Regions from separate parts of the Mus musculus genome. Here region 2 is linked to region 1. A link is a contact called in public Hi-C data. All regions are on one chromosome and are shown on one strand. Each heading gives the region's core, a stretch centred on a gene start, on an enhancer-like site or on the middle of the called end of the contact. The rest is flanking DNA. Distances are from core to core; before and after follow the strand shown.

Region 1 (6,967 bases), core at 1,664-4,163:
TCTGACTGGCATCTCTCCTCCTACATGAATTCTCAAACACTGCTTCAGGAGGTGGGCGTGGCTTTGCTCAGTATTGTGTGTTCTGCACCTGGCACAGGCGGGGCTTGGCACGTGGACTATGTATCTGTCCAGTGACCAAAGGGCTCTAACTGTATTCTGGATTTATCCGAGGAAGAGGAGTGGGGCTTTGAGGAAGGGGCTAAAAAGGTCTTTTAGAGAAGATAAACTGTTTGGGGGGCCATGACAAGTCACTGAAGAGTTTCAAGGAGGGAAAGGTACATTTGGAAAAAAGAAACTGCTTCATGTTAGAATTCTTGGTTTTTTGCAGGTTGAATCTCCCATGACCTGTATTTAACCATCACACCCTCCAGTCTTCGTGTTTGACCTTCAGACCTCTAGGGAAGAAGCAGGAGGAAATGAGAAAAACAAAAGCCAGGTGTGGTGGCGCACGCCTTTAATCCCAGCACTTGGGAGGCAGAGGCAGGCGGATTTCTGAGTTCGAGGCCAGCCTGGTCTACAGAGTGAGTTCCAGGACATCCAGGGCTACACAGAGAAACCCTGTCTTGAAAAACAAAAACAAAAACAAGCCAACAACAAAAACTCCAAAACAAACAAACTGTCAAACAATGCTTGCAGTGGCGCGGCGGCAGCGTGGACTCCTTTAATCCCAGCGCTGGGGAGGCAGAGGCAGGCTGATCTCAGTGAGTTCTAGGCCAGCCTGATCCTCTGAAGAGCTAGTTCTAGGACAGCTAAGGCTACATAAAGAAACCCTGTCTTAAAAACACAAAGACAAAAACAAAAAGGTTGCAAACATAAGAAAGCCAGTCTCAAAAAAGTAAAATAAATCAGAAACAAAGAAATACAAAATATGCCAAACATCATTAAATGTTGCCAATTCCCTTCTTTCGTTAATTGACACAGAGACTTTCTATTGGTCCAGGCAAGCCTCCACCTCATATTCCTCCTGCTCAGCCTCCTGAATTCTGGGCAGACAGGTGTGCCCACCATGCCCAGCCTGATGGACTGCCAACTGGTGCATCCGAGCCTTCCTAGTAACATGAATTTGGCACAAGAAGTCCTATTGCTTCCTTCCAGCTTCCTCACAGTTTGTGAGTCATCCCCCACCTGTGAAGGAAGGGCCGTGAGAAGAGGGACACTGGTCCCTTCTGAGCTGTTCCATCCACGAAGCCCTTCACTCTCATGCTATCTATGAGATCCAGATGGAACAGTCACAGATGGTGGCTCCTCTGTTAACTTAGCCCTGATCCTCCATGACAATCCTCCATGGGACTTGGTTTGAATACACATTGTGTCCCATTGTAATAAGCCTCTGAGGTCAGGGGCACAGGTTAGATGCCGACAAATCTGCGTCTGTGAATCCACGAATACAGCGATGTAAGGATGCTATCACTCAAACCATTCACGCCTGGAAGGAAATCGGTTTACACCGTGGGGATTAAAGTTGCTTCTTTGGGGTGCCGGGGAAGGAACTTGGGGACCAGAGCATGCCACGCCCATGGTCTGCCACAACTGACATTGCCAGTGCAATTTGTTTCACTCTGGAAGAGGGGCTTACCATGTTGCTCAGGCTAGCCTAAGTGGTCAGATTGTGCTATCCTGCCTGGCTTAAAGTTCTTCTTTGAAAAAAATGAAAGTTAAAAAAAAAAAAAAAGAAACTAAGAAAGAAAAGAAAGTAAAAGAGCTGAGTGTGGTCACTGGGGCCTGCAATTCCAATCCTCAGTAGAGAGACTGAGATAGGTGTTCAAGGCCAACCTGGGTTACATAATGATTTCCAGGTTAGACCAGGCCAACAGAGTAAAACTGTCTCAAAAACAAAAGGAAGGCTGGAAAGAAGGAAGGAAGGGGGAGAGGGAAGCAAGTATAAAGGCTTTCATAATGCTATGTTTACTATTTTAACAACACACACAGTTATCTGCAATCCCTTCCTCCCTCTCTGCAGAACTACGCACAGCCATACTTGGCCATGGAACTTCACAGGGCTTCGTCAATAGGAGACTGTGTGTATCTCCCCCGCCCCACACATTAGATGATCTGAGGCTAAGAGCATCTTCTGATTTTGCCTGGGTTGACCTGGGCCTTGAACACTGAACCCTCAGAGATAGGACAAACTTTCTTTCTGGCTCCTTTGCAAGAACGGAACCACGCAGAGTCAGCCTGTGTGGGACCTTGAGCTTGGAGTCCTGCTTGCCTGGTCAGGGCATGGCAGACTTTCATGCCCACTAGCAAGGAAAGCATAGATGTTGTCCTCAGCCGCTGAGATTCTGAGGTGGTTGGTAAACATTCCGAGCAAATGGACTCATCTGAAAGTAAGCCAGTCTTGCTTTTGTTTTTATTACGTTAAAATTCACCCTTCATCTTCTTTTCGTGGACGGTCTTCTAAGGGAAATAGTGACGAGTTTCTGACCTTTTCTCAACCCCAGCACATTTCTGGGGCATCTCCCAGCATGCCGGTTGTGTAATGCAGAAAGCTGGGCAGCCTCTCTCTCACATTAGCCTGACAAGAAAATAAATTAGAACCATGATACTCCCTCCCACGCCAAAGTCCCAAGGAAGCCTGAAGCTGCACGGAAAATCAGGTGGCCTTTGTCATGAGCCAAGCCAGACCGCTAGCTCCATGTAGAGCCTGATTATTTATTTATTTATTTATTTATTTATTTATTTATTTATTTATTTATTTATTTATTTATTTTATCAAGATTGTCCCTCTATGAAGACCCTGTTCCCACACACATTTTAGTCCAAACGTTTTTATTTTTTAAACTAGCAAACAATTCGTGTGGCATTGACCACACTGCCCTCCAGGTGGCAGTAGAGAACCGCTGCCTGCCCAGCACACTGACGTCATCTTGTTTACCCGGTTCCGGGTCATTTTTAGATCTAAGATCACAGGATGTTAATCAGGCCAATGATTTCCCATTCGTTTGGCCGAAGGCCCTTCACATAGGCATTGGGACAAATATGGTGTCCTTTTTGATAAAGAAACTTTGCGGCGGGAAGTACTTAGTTGCAAACATTTGTAATTTCATTTTTAGAAGATGGAGAAAATTGTACATGGGTCTGTGCTGTGGCCATTTGTGGTTATTTTCATTTTGGAGCCGAAATGTGAGTGACCTTAACTGAAGAGAGATGAAAAACTACATATTACAGTGGCGACCCTTCTCAGAGGCTCAGGCATCTTTTTGCTTGTCTTCCCTTTATTTATATATTATTCAGCAAGAAAGCATTTAGGTTTTTAAATTTGGAGGGAAAAGGAAAGGAGCTAATTTAGTCTAGCTGTGTCTGATTCCCTAGGAGACACCCTGGAGTTTGGGTGTCAGGAGGCCCTTGCTGGCCACACCCAGGAGCCTCCACCCATCCTTTACCTTCAGTGAGTTTGTCTGTGACTGTTAAAGAAGCAAAAGAAACAAATCTCTCAAATGCTGGGCACTGTGTACCGACCTGTAATCCCAGCCACGCCGGAGGCTAAAGCCAGATCGGAAAATCAAAGTTTATATGGGCAAAAAAGAGAGTTCAAAACTGGCCTGCTCAACTTAGCAAGACTGTCTCAAAATGAAAAGTTTAAAAAATGAGGCAGAGACAGGAGGTGTCGGGGCACACCTTTAATCCTTGCAGAGGCAGGCCAATCTCTGTGAGTCTGAGGTTAGCATTGAGCATTGTCCACAGAATGAGTAGGGGGTTGGTGGGGCGGGAGGTGGAAATGGGATATAGTTCTAAGCCTGGGGTCCTAGGTTCAGTCCTTTATGTAGAAACAATAATAATAGTCAAACATGGTAGTGCATACCTGAAATTCCAGCGTCCTGAGTTGGAGGCTGAAGATTCAGAAGTCAAGGTCAATTTCTATTATATAGTGAGTTACAGATCAGCCTGGGCTAGATGAGACCCTGTCTTAAAACAGTAATAGCCATTAGTATTTAAAACGTAAATACGAATTCCTCAGCTGTGCAATCCTTTGCAAGAGTGCAGAAGCCGCTTAATCTGAAAAGAGAAAGCTCTGGGGTGTTAAAAATAACGAGCCTTTGGGTTTTTAAAAAGTTCCCGTCCCTCCTCTGCTTCGTCCTTTGACAAGCTGCTGCTATGACCACACAAAACCACCTCCCAGAGAGTCCAAAGTCCCTGCCTGGCGCAGTCTGCAGTCCACTGGAGTGATCACACCACCCTGAAGGGATGATGGGTGGCTTTCCTGCAGGCCGGAAGAGAAGGGATACGCAATTCAGTTGCCACGCCCATTTATTGAGCTCCGAATCTGACTCAACTCTTTGGCCCACAGTACAGCTTGTAAAAAGAGGAGAGATCCAGTTCCTGCCACCTTGGAACTTTGAGCCTATAAGGATTTATAGACGTGGAGTATTTTTTTGCTCCTTCCCCCCCCCCCCCTTCATGCATAAAACGAATGAGGGGTTGAGAGACCCAGCACAACAGAAGGGTGGACTGTGGGGCTTGGAAAACCGTTCACCTCCATTTTGCTTTTGTGTCTGCCTCCAAGTGATTAGGAGTTAGGGTTAGGGTTTGAACCAGGCAGAGACACACTCAGGCGGGTCTCTGTGAGTTCGAGGCCAGCCTGGTCTACAGGGCAGAGTTCCAGAACAACCAGGACCACAAAGAGAAACCAGTCTCAGAAAACAACAACAAACCAACTGACCGATCAACCAACCAACCAAACGGTGGTTTGGGGACCGGCCCTGGGAACAACAGAGCCCTATCGGTTCTCTGGAGGGTTCTCTGGAGCGTCAAGGGAAGTTGAGAGAAGAGAGGCGCTTCTTGCTCGAGCTGGTCAGCAAGGGCCACTGACTCTGCCAGAAATGCTAAGAGCCTGGGGCAGCTTCTGCACATTCTAGGTGTGGGTTCAAAGCAGCATTTAGACTCCGTTGGAGTTTCTACTTCTCTGACTAGCAAGAAGGGGAGGCATGGGTCCCCTTCCCACCAGTGAGCATCACTTTCTCTAAGGCTTGCTGGCAAGAGTCTGGCTTCGACTCAGGCTCCTCCTAAGCACTGGGAAGGGCAAATGGAGAGAGCGTCAACCGTGAAAACTTTTTTTATGGGTACTTGACATTTAAAAATGCGTTTGAAAAAAATGTTTTGTTGGCACTCTGTGGCAGAGTATATAGGCTTAGCTAGTGCAAGGCCCTGACTTTGAAAGGAAAGCTTTTTAATTGTTAATAACAGATGAACACAAATAACAACATGAGCCAAATGTTCAGCGTCATAAAGCACACAGCAGTCACTCTAGTAATGTGGTTTGCAGTCATAAGGAATGTCTGCCATCATGAGCAACGTCCACAGCACAGCAAGAACTTTTAAAGCCATGGGACAGTTACAGTCTCCAATGATAAGTGGGAATTCTTGACCAGTTTTGAGGCAAAAGACCTTTAGCCACCAGGCAAGCAATATTTGTTGAGCACATATGGTTGTGTGTAGAGAGTATAGGGCCCTAGCCCCAAACATTTACCTGAAAGAGACAGAAAGGAAGGAAGAAAAGAAAGGACATAGCATTTTTCAGTACCATATGCTCTGTGTTTTTACTGTAAGATAAAAATCCAGCAGGCTGGAGAGATGGCTCAGCAGTTAAAAGCACTAGTTGCTGTTGCAAGAGACCCAGGTTCAGTTCCCAGTAGCCACATGGAGTGGCGAGGTTAATTAATTTCTCCAGAATAGCATAGCACCTAAGAGACAGGCTCTTGAGTCCAGGTTGTCAGGTATGATTGGCATATGACAGCTGCAGTCCCAGCACTTGTTACGTGGAGGCAGGGGGACCAAGAGATCAAGAATATCTTCAGCTGTATTGTGAATATGGTGCAAGCTACAAGAGTTACAAACAAATGTGCTCAGGAGGGAATCCTGGGTAAACAGAAAAGGTCACACGCAGAACTGAGGTGTCACAGCCTAAGGCTGCCTCTGTGGCTTGTGGTCACAGCTGCTGTGAGGTGGCCCTAGACATGCAGGACACACTCTGTAGGTTGTGATGACCGCATCTCCCCTCTCTCCTGCAGGCCTGGGGTGGTCAAGTAGCTGTAGTTTCCCCACATCCTGCCCACACCTTTGTAAATGGCCTCTTTATACAACTCTCTTCAAATTACCCAATTTGAGTGTCCCATCTGTTTCCTGCCCAGCTCTGGCTTAGTATAAATAGCAAAGAAGGAGTTTAGAGGCATTCCTTGTGGGAACGGGGCTAGTCACAGGTGGATCAAGGTGACCTCTCATTTGAAGGACTTTGGGACAGTTGCTGCATATGTGAGTCACTGCAGAATGAGGCTATCCCCTAAACTTGGCGTGTCTTAGACCAAGACAAGCCACTAGTGCAACAGTTCTCAACATAGGGGGGTCTCGAACTCTTTGGGGGTGGGGATCAAATGACCCTTTCCCAGGGGTCCTCTAAAACCATCAGAAAACATAGATATCTACATTAAGGTTCATAACAGTAGCAAAAGTACAGTTATGGAGTAGCAGCAAAGGTAACGTTACGGTTAGGATGAGGGGGTCATCACAACATGAAGAATTGTGTTAAAGGGTCACAGCATTAGGAAGGCTGAGAACCTACGCTGGCGAGTCTACCCGTTAACAGAGCTTTTGCCTCTTTCAAGCAGATTTATATGAAGGAAGCAGAACGTGCAGAGATGAAAGGGGTGGGCTCTACAATTTTGCCACCTGCATCCAAGCCCCAATTCTTCCACTTCCCAGCACTCAGAAGGACTAATTGTATGGGCTGTGTGGGCCTGGACAGTTACTTAGCCTCTGGCAAATATTTTCTTGTTTGTGTCTCCTTCTAGGGAGAGATAATGCAGTCTCTAGCTTGTATTAAGGGCTCTAATGTTAAGGGAGATCTGACATAAACATTTTAGCCCTTGAAGGTGAAGAGGTAGATGAATCACGCATAGCCAGGGAGCTTTGGAAAGTCAGACAGTGTGTGCTGGGGCAGATTGTCACCGCTTGCTGGTCCAGGAGAGAAAGG
Region 2 (6,430 bases), core at 2,712-5,211, 290 kb after region 1:
AATTCAAGCACAGTACCGGAGTCGAGGTTCAGGAGAATTGTTGAAATCCCCTAAATGACGTTTCCAAAAGAGCAGAAAGGCACTGCTCACTCTGAATTGCAAGCATCACCCCAAACTTAATGATGCCCTCCCCCTTAGCTCCAACTCAGCCTGATGATGGCACAGGGCCCGGAACTATGATGCTGCAGGTGTGTCAGGGGATGAAGGTGGTCCTCGGGGTCCAGGGGAGATTCCAGCTTTGCTGCCACGACTCAGTCACCATTCAAGTCGCTTCACTGCCCTGGGGATGATTTGGCATGCCTTTAGCTTTTAGACAGGCTTATTACTACTTAAGAACTAAAAAATATTATATCATATATTAAGATTAAATGGTTTATTGATATAGCAGATGGAGCTCTAAAGAAAAACCAGAATGTAGTGTTCTGAGTTCTGCCTTCCATAGTCCAGAGTTTTCGGAGGTTGGGTTTTACCAATGACGCAGGATCCCATAATGCTTTTCTTCACTGCGTGTCTGCCGTGGTGCTCGTCATTCAGCTGTCCTGTGGGGGCGGCTTGTTTATTCCCATGGGACAGTTAACTACACACAGACTCAGAGGGGCTAGCTAGAGCCATTCTAGGAATCAACCTGACTTCTTACCCGAAAGCCTCTTTCCCCTTAGACAGGGGAGGGACAGAACGGGACCTGCTAGGCCGGGATCAGGTTAAAGAGGGACTGGCAGTTTTTTTCTTTTCTTTCTTTCTTTTTTTTTTTTTTCTTCTCCTTACTATAAAAGGTCCAAGAGTAAATATTAAAGGCTCCAAGGACCACATAAAATACTTATTTCCTAGTCTTTTTCTGATTAACAATTTAGTTTTGAGATGTTAGTGTCACCATGTAGCCCAGGCCAGTACCTTATGTAGACAAGGCTGGCTGGGACTGAGGTTATTGTCTTCCCTCTGTCTCAAGTTCTGAGGAACAGGCATGTGCTACCTACCCGTGCAATCTGATTGTCAACAAATCTTCAAAGGTAATAAAAACCCTTCTGAGCCTGAGGACAGGCTGACGGGGGGTGGGGGGGTGGGGGGGGTGGGGTGGGGGTGGGTTTGTCTTTAGTTGCCAACCTTTCAGGGCAGTACCAGTAAATCTTGGGGCTATGTCATTATATAGTAAACAATGAAAATAACTTATACCCATAATAATGACCTTATATCCAGAAAAAAATAATGATTTTAAAAAATAGATTTATTTTATATATGTGAGTACATTGTAGCTCTCTTCTGACACACCAGAAGAGGGCTTTGGATCTCATTACACATGGTTGTGAGCCACCATGTGGTTGCTGGGAATTGAACTCAGGACCTCTGGAAGAGCAGTCAGTGCTCTTAACCGCTGAGCCATCTCTCCAGCCCAGTGATACTCATTTAAAGAAGGCATAAAGTATCATGTCCTAGATCTTTAACAAATAAATCAACATAAACTTTTGATACTTATAGTGGTGTTCTGTTCTAGACACCTGTAAGATTCAAGTTTTGAAATCCTTCATTTCATAATTCATACAATGAAAGGTTATTTTACAAGTGGATTTTATGAACCATTTTATGTTCATAAGTGTTTAGTGTGGTTTTGCAGGAGGAGCTAATGATCCAATCTGTGCTGAGAGATGTTTTCTCTCTAGCCGCGGGGCGGAGGGTGCGCTGCAGTTGTCCTCCCATCCAGGACACAGAGATGGAATTCCGGAAAGGGGAATTTGAAGACTCCTCTGCAGACGTCAGGTGTGTGAGGGCGGGGTCTGTAGCTCTGCAGCAATGCCCCTGTCCAACGAGTGTGAGGCAGTGGGTTCAATTGACAGCACCACAGATGGGAAGATGGATAGATGGATGGATGGATGGATGGATGGATGGATGGATGATAGATAGAGAGATAGATAGGTAGATAGATAGATAGATAGATAGATAGATGGATAGGTAGAAGAGATACTGATTAGTAGTAGTAGTTTGGTTAAATATAGGTTAAACAAGGTCTGTGTTCAGTGTGATCGAATTGTTGGTAGCACCCAGTCACTGTTTCCAGTATTCTGTGGCACCCAACTGAGTTTTATGATGATTTTTTTTTATGATGTTAATCTTTTGGAACTTTTTTTTGTTGTTGTTTTTTTGAGACAGGGTTTCTCTGTATAGCCCTGGCTGTCTTGGAACTCACTTTGTAGACCAGGCTGGCCTCGAACTCAGAAATCCGCCTGCCTCTGCCACCCGAGTGCTGGGATTAAAGGCGTGTGCCACCAGTGCCCAGCCATTTTGGAACATTTAAAAAAATTTTTTTATTTATTTTCTGTACATGAGTACACAGTAGCTGTCTTCAGACACACCAGAAGAGGGCATCAGATCCCATTACAGATGGTTGTGAGCCACCATGTGGTTGCTGGGAATTGAACTCAGGCCCTCTGGAAGAGCAGTGAGTGTTCTTAACCGCTGAGCCATCTCTCCAGCCCCCTTTTGAAACATTTTTTTTAAAGATTTATTTATTTATTATGTAAGTACACTGTAGCTGTCTTCAGACACTCCAGAAGAGGGTGACCCCTCTCCTCTTCTGGATCTCGTTATGGATGGTTGTGAGCCACCATGTGGTTGCTGGGATTTGAACTCAGGACCTTCGGAAGAGCAGTCAGTGCTCTTAACCGCTGAGCCATCTCTCCAGCCCCTTTTGAAACATTTTAACATTTATTTTACAGCATTTATGTAGCAATAATTTAAAAACTTTTCAAGAATAGACTCCCATTTGGAATTTTCAAGCTCATTCATCATTGTCTGCATCTTGTTACGCTAGGAAAATGACTGACAGGTGGAAATGCACAAATGCTGACTGTGTATGTGTAGCTCAGCATGCGATGTGCAACCCTGAAGAATGAACGAACGAACGAACGAACGAACAAACGAACGAACGGCCTACTTAAACTACCTTTCCCGCTCTCCCACGGTCAGGCGATGCAGTTATGAGGTAATTGAGTAGGACTCAGAGAGCTATGCCTCCTTGTTTCCTACCTTTCCCGCTCTCCCACGGTCAGGCGATGCAGTTATGAGGTAATTGAGTAGGACTCAGAGAGCTATGCCTCCTTGTTTCCTACCTTTCCCGCTCTCCCACGGTCAGGCGATGCAGTTATGAGGTAATTGAGTAGGACTCAGAGAGCTATGCCTCCTTGTTTCCTACCTTTCCCGCTCTCGCACGGTCAGGCGATGCAGTTATGAGGTAATTGAGTAGGACTCAGAGAGCTATGCCTCCTTGTTTCTAGTTTTGCTGACCTCTGGGACTTTCTTTTTAGGTCAGTTCCTTTAGGGTCACAGGGCAGAGGTCATCTCCATCAGAAAGGGGCTTAGGAACAGAGCACACTTACTTTATCCTTTTACCATGTTTGTCTAACCGGAAGTTCCTGGAGTCAAGTGATCCCTCAGCCTCTGGTCTCCTGAGTAACTGAGACTGAAGTTGTGTGTCACAGTCTCTTAAGTAGCGCATTCATTCCCTTCCCCTCGCTGCCCTCCCCTCCCTTTCTGTCCCCTCCCCTTCCCTCTTCTTTCTTTGTTGATTTTTGAGATAGACTGTCTTTATAGTCTAGGATGGCCTTGAACTTTGCCAGCCCATCCTAGGCATTCCCGTTCATGTTCCACAGATGTACCCTCACTCTCACCATTCTGTGCTATGGTTGCTGATTTTAAGCCACAAAACCTTTGTCCCTTGTTTTTTCTCATTAACCATTTTTTTTTAAATGGCATTATTTTTCCAACGAACTCCTTTTAAGTTGGAGGGGTCAGAATTCTCCCTTTATAGCTGTATTGATATTTCTGCTTTTTCTCAAAATAGCTTGTGTTACATCAGCCCTTCTGCCTGAATTCCACACCTTGAGAGAGGAATGTGCGCATTCAGTGCTGTGCCTGTCCCCACCCAGGTTACGCCCTACCCTGTCTTTGTCCCAGCTCCACTTTCTTGGTAACTTTTCCTGCTCACTTGCTGTCTGTTTAAATGTCAGAACACTTTCCCTGTGACTCAGTACATATTTATATTCCAGTCTCTTTTTCTGTTTGAGACGTCTTCATGCTCTTCATGGCTTTTGATTTGACTTGCTAGAAAATAGTTATCCTTTGCCCACATCATGAGTTTTCAGGATTATAAAACTCTTTGACCTTTAAACTATGACTAACAATCTGCTGCAATCATTGCTGGTAGGTGAGAAGATGCAGACTAAACTGTGAGTGAGCTACAAGATCAGAGTGCTGACTCTCTGGCCTGAATCTTCACCATTCTCATCGAGAGAGTAGCTCTCGTTGCCAAGGCCGTGGATCTTAATTTACTTGGTATTGTGTTGTATTCTAGCATGTTCTAGGACAAGAATATCCTCCTTCCTTCCTCTCTCTCTCTCTCTTTCTCTCTCTCTCTCTTTCTTTCCTTTCTTGAAGGTTTCTCTGTATAACCAGGTTGGCCTCGAACTCAGAGATCCAACCAGCCTGTGGTCCCCACAAGTGCTGGGATTAAAGGTGTGCAGCACCACTGCCCAGCTAAATATAGTGTTTTATGGAGTCATCAAATATACATGCTTAACTGTATAAAAAAAGCAGTTATAATTTCTTAACCCAATACAGAATAAGTAATACCCTTTAATTTGTTGAGTTTTTCTCCTGCTTCCCCCATATCTCTGTATCTATCATCTATTTTTATCTATCTATCTATCTATCTATCTATCTATCTATCTATCTATCTATCTATCCATCTCTCTATCATCTATGTATCTATCATCTATCTGTCTTATCTATTTTTAATCTATCATCTATGTATCTATCACCTATGTATCTATATATCTATGTATTTATGTATCTATGTATGTATGTATCTATCATCTATCTTATCTATTTATAATCTATCATCTAAATATCTATCATCTATGTATCTATCATCTATCACCTATCTATGTATCTATGCATCTGTGTATCTATCTATCCATCTATATCTATATATCATCTATCAAACATCTATTTATCTAATATCTATCTATCTATCTATCTATCTACCTATCTATTGCTTTATCTATCTAACATCTATCTATCTATCTATCAATTAACCATCTGTGTCTGTATCATCTCTATATATCTATAGACAAGAAGGTTTCAGTTTTCTGCTGTATCCCTCTGTCGATATCAATTAGTGAGTGCTTCTGTAGAAGGTGATTTGAAGACTTGGAACTACAAATCAGTCTGATAATTGGGTTCTATCTTTTCTATTTTGAGCCACAGTGTTCTGAGTATTTTGACACAGGAGCTTTTATACTTGAAATAATATAAAAGCAAGAGAATATTCTCTTTCATCTGCATTTCTGAGACTTAAGCTACATTTTTTCCCTTTTCTTTCCTTCAGTGTCTACTGTGTGCAGGTAACACAGGAGTGATGCAGAAGAGGCTGCCCCTCCGTAGTCCTTAAGAGAAACATCTGCTCCCTTGGTGAATGGGCATGCTGGTAGCAGCTTGGGAGATAAATCAATCTGGCCCAGTGGTTTAACTTTTCCTAAGTGAGCTTCCACCTAAGAGAAGGAACTGTACAGATGCAGGGAGGAGAAAGCTGTGTGGCTGGGCCCTGCCACCGGCCCTGTCAACATCCTCAGAGGCCAGACGGAAAGAGGGGCTCATCAGGCTCAGAGACATCAGATGGAATACCCCATAGAGCTTGCTTGCTCTGTCACTGTCTCTGTCTCTGTCCCTCTGTCTGTCTTTTTCTTTCTCTCTCTGTATGCATGCGTAAAGTAAAACTACATACATAAAACCAAAATGTACATGTGCATATGAAGCAAGATAAAATGCATATCATTTTACATCTGCTTATTGTATGTTGATGAAGGTTGATGAAGTCTTTTCACAAAACGGCCTCGGAGCCGTGTCTTCCCCACGCCCCTTGACCAGCTCGAAGCTTTCGATGCTTCCTTGCACCGTAGCGCAATGTCAGCCTCCGTCTCCAGGTTGTCTCAGAATTCTCTGGCAAACTTCTGCCAGCTTCAGAGTATAACTGAGACCTTCCCTTCCTGCTGAAGCCTCCTCCCCTTGTATTATAGCATTTGGGGCACCCAGTTATTCTTGATGTCAGCCATGCCTCCGTCTGCTGGAACTGGGGTGGTTTTTACATCGCTAACATCTGGCGTGAATCTCTTCTTCTGGGAGGTTGTAATAAATGCTTGGATGACTGAAGGAATAAGTGAATGAAAAAAAAATCCCGCCTCGTGTTCAACGCCTGCTTGGGTCCTTCCATCCCACCTCATGTTTGAAGCGTGCTGGGTCCTTCCGGCCCATCTTTTCTTTTGTGCTATTTAATCTTTTTTCTTGTCACACATTTTCCTGTCCCCCTCCAGTAGATGTTAGAGTTCAGGAAATCTGCGTTTGAAGATTTAAAATATAGTGCTTTGAACTCCTTAGAGGAAAA

Evidence for each region. A called contact is a pair of places that touch in the nucleus more often than the background predicts.
Region 2: a contact with region 1 is called in a Hi-C map of pancreatic cancer cells, with 2.6 times the contacts expected there. The contact joins two enhancer-like sites. A contact is called at or near these places in 1 of 15 datasets of contacts at CTCF or cohesin (the NIH/3T3 cell line), 1 of 484 Hi-C or Micro-C datasets (pancreatic cancer cells), 5 of 115 datasets of contacts at active chromatin or transcription factors (embryonic basal ganglia and embryonic stem cells) and 1 of 9 other capture datasets (embryonic stem cells).

What each region holds. Positions count from the first base shown.
Region 1 is chr17:84,875,173-84,882,139 of GRCm38.p6, forward strand. No RefSeq gene overlaps it. Among named protein-coding and RNA genes, the nearest start is that of Gm46582, 62 kb to the left of the region's middle. Within about 2 kb of position 2,914, at least 146 of the 459 cell types and tissues checked have an H3K27ac peak or open chromatin away from gene starts, as enhancers often do. A contact at or near this core is called in pancreatic cancer cells, where this site is marked.
Region 2 is chr17:85,159,235-85,165,664 of GRCm38.p6, forward strand. All of the region lies in intron 3 of Camkmt (calmodulin-lysine N-methyltransferase), which reads left to right. Gm36826 (a long non-coding RNA gene) reads left to right here. Exons shown (of 3, transcript XR_877067.3): 1 at 1-1,007; 2 at 1,656-1,752; 3 at 2,804-4,727. Among named protein-coding and RNA genes, the nearest start is that of Gm36826, 4.4 kb to the left of the region's middle. Within about 2 kb of position 3,962, at least 39 of the 459 cell types and tissues checked have an H3K27ac peak or open chromatin away from gene starts, as enhancers often do. A contact at or near this core is called in pancreatic cancer cells, where this site is marked.